Linked DNA regions of Danio rerio: all the other regions are linked to region 3. The links are chromatin contacts, called in public HiChIP or PLAC-seq maps. All regions are on one chromosome and are shown on one strand. The core of a region is the stretch at or near the end of the contact, and the rest is flanking DNA. Distances in the headings are between cores, read along the strand shown.

Region 1 (3,259 bases), core at 113-2,612, 120 kb after region 3:
GAAACAAGGGTCACACCATCATATATTCAGAAAACTTCACCTTGAAGCCTCACAGTCAACCCAAATTTTAAAAAGCAGCCATTTTACAAAGAACAAACAATGTTGTGTTAGAGTGCTTAGCATTTTAAATACAATTATTTGAGTTTTAATAAAATTAAATAATTAAGATGAGACTTCTAGGTGAGATTTGTTGTCATGTTATTAAAATGTTAAACCATCATGGTCTTTTTATAATGAATAGGCCTAGGCTACTTTTCCTACATACCTGAGACTACATTTTTATTTAATTTTTCTATTTTTTAAAATGATTTACCTAATAATGGTTGCGTTGGAATATTGCCATGGCCACTTGAGTCAAAACGGCTGACAATCACTGATTTAGTTATAAAGTTAGAAATGAGGTTATTCTATAGTTAGAAATGCAACGAGAATGCAAAAATATGATTTATAAATCTTCATCATGGACCCCCTAGAGTTCTCTGAAGGACCCTCGAGGCTTAGCTGTAGAAATCATCCTGGAGAATATAGGTTACTCACTCTATTGGATGTATGGGGGGTGAAAGCAGCGCTCCCTCCGCACGGAACGAAACAATGTACCGACAACCGTGCGCGCACGTGACCGCTCTGACAGCGAGACGCACTGCGTACATCCTCAAACGCATATCCTTCCGCTCATATCCTTCAACGCGAATTTTGCTTTGTCAACACTGCGCTGTGGAACGCATCTCATTGTCCTTCTACGCTGCCTGCTTTAAAAGTTGCAATTTTTTCTTTGCTAATATTTTCAAAAGAGACTGTTTGGATGGTTCATTTTCATCATTAAACGGCACGCGTCCGCGCACTATTTCTGCTCGTGGCGCAAGATACCTTCTTTTTTTCTGGGTAAACGTGCCGGATCTACGTTCTTTTTTCCTCTGTGGGAAGCCATGATGGCAGTTTGAGAGCGGAGCTGCGGAGCACCCTGAGGAGAGATGAGTCCCGCCGATAAACCGCGCATCTTCACGCTTCTCCAACGGCTACCGTCGCACATCTAACACGCAGTTCAGGTGGAGACTGTCAGTTGTATTTTTCGTGGAACCAACTCGGCCATCCAACGACGACGATGATCATTCGTTAGGAGGGTTTTGAGGGGGGGTTTAGCAGTGGTGGCTAGCGGGCGATGCTAGTCGGGAAAGGCTCGCCTGTGTGTTTTCTTCTTCGCGCGAAGATGGAGAGGATTCGCTCCTCTCTTTGGACCTGATCACGGCGCGCGCGCCGGACACACAGACTTCTGCCTTACTATTATTGTTATTATATCGGATGCGTTCCGGTTTGACCGGGCCGCGGGATCGGAGGACCTTTTCAGCAGCTCGGAGGACTGAGCGATCGGGACCGGGAGAGTCGGGCCTGCTGCGCCGGAGCGGATAGAGGCCCGTCTGCGAGAAACTCTAATCCGGCCCGCTGCGCAAGACCCACCGGGCCACACATACACAGTCAAGGGTGAGCGAGGCACGGAGCCATCCCGAGCAAACATTACCCCCATTCTGACAATAAACCGGAATAAAACTGAAGTGTTTTGAACTGCTGTCATGGCAATGACTGCTAAACTAAAAGAAATAGTCAGTCGGAATAAGCGGAGGTACCAGGAGGATGGATTTGATTTGGACCTCACTTGTATCCTTGCTTGATATTTTCTGTCTGTGTTAGTTATACATATGTGTTATGTCTTTAAAACGTCACGCTTTAGCGAGGTGAAGCTGTAACAATACGACTTTCTTATTTTTAAGACTTTTTCTATCTTGGCTAAAAACCTTTTTTAATGCTTAGTCATGACGCACTTGCTCTGTTAATAGTGAAATACTGTGTTTAACCTCACTTAGTGGGATGGCCGTGCTCAGATATCTGGTTTGACAGCATCAAGGCTGTAATGGCAGACAGCTTCCTTCCAGACAGGCAGAATTACATACAGTATAGGAGGCCCTGTCATTTTGTGTAATCGCGGCGTGTTTTGCTTTTTGACAGCTCCTGTATGTGCTTAGCACAACAATGACAGTAGTTTGCTGAAGAGATTGAACAAATCAGAGTGTATTGACACCTCTGTGATTTCTTGTACTCTCTAATGACAGTGCTATTGATCATGTAAAGACATGAGAGGTCTATTCACTGAAGCTAATGGATAATGCAGTGCAGTCATTGTGTTTAAACATTGCTATTCTTAGAAATCTCTGAATTCACTGATTTGCCAACACAAGATCGCCCTGTTACTTCATGGCCAAGAAAGTGTCTGACATCTTTATCGTATCAAAAAGGTAATTACTCATTCACTTGGAACCTGCCTCGTCATCACGTCTTAATGCTGTGGGTGATGATAAATTGTGGTCATGATTCTGATGTCTGAACGATTAACATTTTATTTATTGTACCTGTATTAGCGGTTGACCGATATCAGCCACTGAAAACCCTTTATCTAGAAATCTCTCTGGTTAGTGGCTGATAACTCTCTGTGATGTGCTCATAAATTTATTTTCGTGCTAAATTAATTGGGATTTTGAAAACAGAAGTGACTAAAACCAGTTGACAAAGTTGTCAGATGGTTTAGGATCTAAAAAAGCCAAGCTCTCTCTCAAATAATGGCCAGTTAATCACCCTGGCTCTTGACCTATTATTATTACACAACAAAATGAAAGGAATATTTTATTTTTCCAAGCATTTACATGCCTCAAAAAACAGAACTCTGGTGGAAATTCCCTTTTGATCGTAAACTCATCATGACTGTTGAAGAAGTTATATATTTTCATTTGCTTTAAGACCTCTCCTTTTTCTGTTAATCGCCTCTTGTTTGGCTGATGTGTGCAAGCACTGAATATGTGGGTAAGGTGTGAGCTACTCTAAGCAGATGTGATTGTTCTCATGCAGTTTTTGCACTAGCGAGTGGCTCAATTTTACTGCCTTCCAAGTATTATAGATTTGAGTGTGGCAGACCAGGTGTTCGACAATAAACGGGATGCTTTTGTCAAATGCAGGAGTCTAACAGATCCATGAGTGATGCTGGTGAACTTCTGGAGGTTTTTTCTAAACAAAGGAGGACATGATTATCCAGCATTGCCTGTTCCCCCACTGCAGTAAATCTCACCTCTGATTCTGCAAAGCTACACCACTGGAGTACAGAGCATGCTGGGAAAGGTCAAATGTCACACAAGCTGTCAGCTGCAGAGTTTAATGCCTCGGTCTCTTAAATTACTACATTATCTGTTTCTGGTTTAGACATTAGTGTTTTGAT
Region 2 (3,313 bases), core at 161-2,660, 110 kb before region 3:
TATTTCATAAACAATGTTAGGTAAACATAATAATAATGTTTTTGCACTATATTCACATAAAAAGGGTGTCCTCATTACAATATTTACAGTAATGATGCTTAAATATTAATCAAAATAATATCCAATAAAATTTTAATAGGGTACTACTACTACTACTACTACTACTACTACTACTACTACTACTACTACTACTACTACTACTACTACTACTAATAATAATAATAATAATCATCATCATCATAATGGGATGACACGGTGGCTCAGTGGTTAGCACTGTTACCTCACAGCAAGAAGGTCACTGATTCAAGTCCTGGCTGGGTCTGTTGGCATTTCTGTGTGGAGTTTGTATGTTCTCCCTATGTTGGCGTGTGTTTCCTCCCGATGCCCTGGTTTCCCCCACACTCCAAAGACATGCACTATTGGTGAATTGAATAAACTAAATTTGCCATAGTGTATGAGTGTGTATGGGTGTTTTCCATTACTAGGTTGCAGCTGAAAGGGCATCCGCTTTGCTGGATAAGTTGTTGGTTCATTCCGATGTGGTGACCCCTGATGAATAAAGGGACTAAGCTGAAGGAAAATGAATAAATAAATTAACAATAATAACAAAAATAATAGTAGTAGTAGTAGTAGTAGTAATAATAATAATAATAATAATAATAAAATATAGCATAAGTCCTTAATGGAAGTAATTAAACTCTAACAAAACACTTTGATACTGATATGTCAAACGAGATTTTAATTATTTTTATTCCTTAATTATTAACACAATAAAATTGTTTGTGGATAAAATCATCAATATGCTAGAAAATACTTTTATAAGTAAGAAATAATAATAAACATTCTAGCCGAAACTCAACAATAATTCTTTTATATATAATTAGTATTTTTCGCAATATTGTTGTATGAAAAGTATGCCATATTAATGTATAAATTGAAATATAAGGACATTTAATTTTTGCACAAACATTAGCTACAGATATGCTTTAATTTAGAAATAAAAATAGGTTGAGTATGGGCCATTTAATTAATATAAATAACAGCAATTCTAACAGACATGCTTACTACATTCCTGTGTTATCGTCATTGTATTTTCGCATTTCTTTCTATATTTAGGCTATTGTATTATAGTAAAAAATACACAAATTATATAAAATACTCGACAATTTTGTATTATATAAAAACTACTTATATAAAATAATACAAATTGATAATGTAATAACATTTATTTTTCATGATAACACGAGAACAGTTCATATTCAGCTTAAAACCTTACAGTACTTGTTTCTTGTCAATAATATGTGCATTAAATGTGTCGCGATCAAAGCCATTCGGTCGCAGCCCGGCAGATGCCGTCATGACGCAGGGCTTTCAGCGCAATGACGCGACGTTACGTTCCACCAATCGGCGGCCGTTTTCCGAAGCCCAGGAAAGGAGCAGATGATATGGCAGCTTTGTGAGCGGCCAGGTGGAACTCGCTTTTGTTTAATCGGGCTGACAGCGGAACATGAGTACACTCTAACCCGCAAGCCGCAGCGGGGGATCCGAAGATGATATACCTGATATTACTGTCTGCCTTCTCCGGGGCCGTCGTCACGCTCCTCCTGCAGCTCTTACTGCTGTACCGGAGGAGCCCCGAGCCTGTCGCCAGAACAGTGCAATATGTCAAAGTAGTTCCTGATCCTGCGCTCAAGGATTATTTTAGCAGCCAGCAAGCCGATTCAGCGCCGCAACAACCGGACAGCCCGTCGCCAGTCTCCAAACAACCGGAGGCCGCTTCTCCCAAGCAACAAGAGACCCCCGTCCCCGGCAGCAGCCCCAAACAGCAGCCATCCTCGCCGCCACCGCCTTCCCTGAGCGACCCTCAGCACAGCTCCAAAGCCGAGACATGCGACTTCCTCAATGCCATCATTCTGTTTTTATTCCGAGAGCTCCGAGACACGCCGGTCGTCCGGCACTGGATCACCAAAAAGATCAAGGTAGAGTTTGAGGAGCTCCTCCAGACCAAGACTGCCGGGCGCCTGCTGGAGGGGCTCAGTCTGCGGGATGTTTCCCTGGGCAACTCGGTGCCCGTTTTCAAAACAGCCAGACTAATGAAACCCGTGGCTGTCAACGAAGACAACATGCCGGAGGAGCTGAATTTCGAGGTTGACTTGGAATATAACGGCGGCTTTCATCTGGCCATCGACGTCGATCTGGTTTTCGGTAAATCGGCTTATCTGTTCGTCAAGATGACCCGGGTCGCAGGCCGCCTGAAGCTGCAGTTCACCCGCATGCCTTTCACGCACTGGTCCTTCTCGTTCCTGGAGGACCCGTTGATAGACTTCGAGGTGAAGTCTCAGTTTGAGGGTCGTCCTCTGCCTCAGCTCACCTCCATCATAGTCAACCAGCTCAAGAGAGTTATCAAGAGGAAGCACACCTTACCAAACTACAAAATAAGGTAATGTCTTGCTTCAGTAACTTTTGGCTTAACGCTGAATTTTTTTATTAAGTTTTTTTCTGGGATCTCAGGCGTGGAATGAATATGGTCTTGTGGGTCAATCATTGTACTTGATCCTAAAAATCATTCCTGAATTAAGGTTTATTTTGTGGCTGTGAGGTGTGTGTGTAAGAGAGACAGCTTTTGATGACTAGTGTTATTATGTTTAATGGTTTGTGATTACTGAAATGTCAAACCAATTTCTAAATATTATTTCCTGTTTTTGGCAAGTAGTTAGATAAAAGATTTGGGATATGCACATATTAGCATTGGCTGATAAATACTAATTTTTTTTTATTTTGGATCATGAAAAAGGATTAAATTATGGATTTGATCCACTTAATATGTGAAATATTGTAGTTGTAGTTAGCTTCAATCAGATTTTCCATATCGGTGCATCCATGAAAAATGCAATATACTGTAAATAAATGTTTTAGAAAGCAGAATGAACGATACCTTTAGTACTATAAAGTCACAATAAAAACAGTAATCTTACCATTAGTAGTATTATGGTTCCAGTACAGACACACATATACAAAAACTAGACCAAAGGTGTCAAATCCAGTTCTTGGAGGGCTGTAGCTCTGCACAGATTAGTTCCAATCCTAATTAAACTCACCTGATCAAAGTAATTGAGTCCTTCAGTTATGTTTGAAACCTATAGTGTGCTGGAGCAGAAACTTGAAACTAAGCTGTGCAGAGTTGCGGCCCTTCAGGAACTGGATTTGACACCTGTGAATTTATTAGAAAAACTCAAAATATTCACTTTCATTCCCATACATAGATGCACTTTTATTGTTTCTGTTGTTACACACAGTTTTACATTTAAAATCA
Region 3 (3,257 bases), core at 387-2,886:
TTAGACAGCTAGAAACGCTGTTTAACACTTATTTGCTCGAAAAAGTGCAGTGCGACGATTTATCAAGCTGTATGAGACCACATTTGACCTTTCACGTGAACAATTGGGTCTGCTTAGATGCGTTTGACATTATCAAGCGTAAATAACCCACAGGGACACCGTGTGCGATAACGCTCGAAAGCCTCTTCACTCAACACTTGTGCCAAAGAACGACAGGTTCATTTTTCACTTGGGTCCATCTGTATTTACACACACACAACGTATTCATCGTGTGTATTTCTAGCTTAATTGCCGTCCCCGTTTCTTGGCTCGCGGACGTGAGAACAAATAGAGACAGTTTAGCGCGCGTCAGTGTCACATTCAATGAGAGAGCGCGCGCGCGGATGGAGATCGGGCAGCGCTCGAGGACATGATACCTTAATTCAGGGACAGTTTGGAGTTTACAATCGCGTAGCATCGACAAATGCATTTCGTGAATTGTCTGTCGCGTATTAAAATGTTAGCCTGTTATTTCACTTTTTAATGCATTTTTAAGTTGGGGAAATATTTTTAATCAAACATCAATGTTTACGGTTTTAACGTGTATTCATCAGCCTAATTAACATACACATTGTTACTGGATCAATAAGGGTGTTCAACCAGGAATAATCTACAATCTTGGTTAAATCACGCATATTCTAGTCACATTATTATACGCCGTCGAGAATTAGAAATATTTTTCTTCTGCTTTTTTTAGTATGTGTAGCCTAGAAATGCATGCATAAATAATGCATAAATAAAATATAGCAATTTAATTTTAAGGTCCGTGCTTATTCGACTTTTTGAGAAAAATGGAAACCATCTATGTACTGGTTTTAATGGTTACATTTATCTAGTTTGTGATATTTGTATTGGAAACCATAGATAACCAAGATAACCAAGATATTATGTGATGCTCTGTTGTTTTATTTTCAGCAGGACTATTCAATATTCACTGACAATATATGAGGTGATATATATAATGCCTTATGTTTTTTAGCACTTTGCATGCATGTTTGGTGTGTGCTCGCACATGTAACAGGTGTGTGAACAACACAGCACTCACCGACCACCGTCAACAGCATGTTGTCCAAGAGCAAAGCAATGAAAACGATCAACAGAATCAGCCTCCGAGACTGTCTTTCTTCTCTTAGCCATGTTAATAAACTAAAATCTCTAAGAGCATCAAATAGTCCCATTTTAAATATAAAAATCCAACTGCCAGAGAGCGAGGGAGAAATAACCTGCAACAGAGCAAGAAAACGAGTGTCAAAGACCACAGTGACATCTAATAAGGCAAAATGTGTTTAATGATCCTGCAAAGAGAGGCGCCCGAGGAGATGGCCATTGTAAGGAAAACGACAAATATTTAAGTATAAACAAAGCATTAAAATATAAATGCGTGCACTTGAGCACTCTGAAAATTATAAACTACCAACTCAGTTTTTATTTTAAATATAAGTCTAAAATTATGGGCTGAATTATACATCGAAATAGATATATTCAGAATTTGATCATTCTTACCTTATAAGCACATTTGCATTGAGCTTTGCTGTCAGATCCCGGGTGAAAGGCACGCTGGATGCGGAGCGTTTTAGTTGCTTGACTGGTGTTTGACGTCACGCTGTTTCACAGAGATCTCAAATGGGGTGTGCTGTGCCACGAACGAATTAACCATCACAGTCACACACACACACACACTCACACACAAATAAAAGATAGACAGGACCACCTTATTTGCTTTTATTTTGTATATTTTACCCATTTATTCAAAACATATACCAACATATGTTTGAGGTCTTCAGAAAGTTCTCTTTAGGAAGTTCTTTGAAGGCTATGCATGCTTTTATTGTGTGCAGATAGAATAGTCTCCACACGGTCATGTATGTGCTTTAAGATTATGATGCTGTTGTTTTAATCAGCTTGACTGGTCTTAGGAAGTTATTTACAGAAGGAAAGCTGCATTCACTTGTTGAGTTTAAACAAACTGTTTGGCATCGGTAAAGTATCCAAATGCATCATCTAGTTTAACCAAAAGTCTCCTTTTCAGCAGTTTTACATTAGCGCCATCTTGTGGCGGTGGAAGATATGAGATGTTACATTTATTATTTTGGTTTTTCAAGTCTGTTCCTGGAACTCCACTGTTTTGCTAATTTCCTCGCCAACGCTAATAAAACACACCTGAACCAGGTAACCAAAGTCATTAAAATCACTAGAAACTGCTGGTTCAACTCAATTATAGATGATTGAGTTCATAAAATGAAAGGTTCTTAAATGAAAGCAGTTTCCATAAAGAACCTTTAACATCTATTGAACATGTCAGTTGCACAAAAAGTTAGCAATAAAGGTTTCTGTAGATCGAAATGTACTTTATGCTAAATTGGCTAAATCGGGTGGTTTGGAAGACCCACCCCACACTGACAATGGTTCAGAATCTGTCTCATACATGAGCTTATTTGTCTTACTTTTACTACTATGCCAACATAAATAGTGAAAATAACCTATTGAAAAAGGCTTTAAGACTGCTGGCTGTCACTTCAGTGTAACTTAAGCTAATCAGGTTTGGCCAACTCTAACAATTACTTTTCATGAGTCCAACATTTATCTGTGAAACGCAAGCTAAGTCATCTTCCGCTACTGTATTGTTTTTAAATACAGAAAATTTTACAAGTAACTAAATATTATTATTTATATTTTAATACTTTTTTATTCAAAAGGCCAAATTCTGACTGAGGAAAATTGAATGCGCTGGCCAGTTTGATATTTACCTATTGAATGTGTAACGGAGGGTCTGACACAGAGGGACCCATTTGCGGTATATTTGTTAAACAGAGTTTAATACAAACAGCACACAGATGTTAAGCGTGTGCAAACTCACATAAAACACAGTTGTAGTTAGTCGAAGGGCTGGCGGCTGGCTAACACAAGGTGAGTATTCAGGCATGGGTCAAAGGCAGGCGGCGAGGATCAAAGTCAGGATGCAGGCTAGAGTTCAGGGAAGGTAGCAGGCAAGACAGAGTCGAGATACAGTCTAAAATTGTCAACGGGGAAAGCAGGCAAGGATCAGGGAACGCTCAGTAGTGTTAGCCAGGGCAAAACAAGACTTTGCACTGAACTTCTTCTTCTTCTTCCTGGTGTTTATTGGCGGTTCGCATTCTTATCAGAGCATTACCGCCACCTACTGTGGGTTATGGATCAGAGACTCACTTATTTTTATTTATTTATATATATATATATAT

Evidence for each region. HiChIP or PLAC-seq counts read pairs in DNA pulled down with a chosen protein or histone mark.
Region 1: an H3K4me3 HiChIP or PLAC-seq map of embryo shows a contact between it and region 3, with 2.7 times the contacts expected there. The contact joins the promoter of ptena here to the promoter of slc18a2 in region 3. A contact is called at or near these places in 2 of 4 datasets of contacts at active chromatin or transcription factors (embryo and pancreas).
Region 2: an H3K4me3 HiChIP or PLAC-seq map of gastrula embryo shows a contact between it and region 3, with 4 times the contacts expected there. The contact joins the promoter of pdzd8 here to the promoter of slc18a2 in region 3. A contact is called at or near these places in 1 of 18 Hi-C or Micro-C datasets (hematopoietic stem cells) and 2 of 4 datasets of contacts at active chromatin or transcription factors (embryo and gastrula embryo).

What each region holds. Positions count from the first base shown.
Region 1 is chr17:25,017,149-25,020,407 of GRCz12tu, reverse strand. It overlaps ptena (phosphatase and tensin homolog A), which reads left to right and starts at 1,362. Exons shown (of 10, transcript NM_200708.2): 1 at 1,362-1,653. The coding sequence starts at 1,569.
Region 2 is chr17:25,241,793-25,245,105 of GRCz12tu, reverse strand. It overlaps pdzd8 (PDZ domain containing 8), which reads left to right and starts at 1,410. Exons shown (of 5, transcript XM_684682.11): 1 at 1,410-2,440. The coding sequence starts at 1,551. It also overlaps a transcript of pex13 not described here.
Region 3 is chr17:25,134,504-25,137,760 of GRCz12tu, reverse strand. slc18a2 (solute carrier family 18 member 2) reads right to left here and starts at 1,636. Exons shown (of 16, transcript NM_001256225.2): 1 at 1,543-1,636; 2 at 1,085-1,262. The coding sequence starts at 1,217. It overlaps LOC137488938, which reads right to left. Exons shown (of 4, transcript XM_073928518.1): 4 at 3,131-3,199.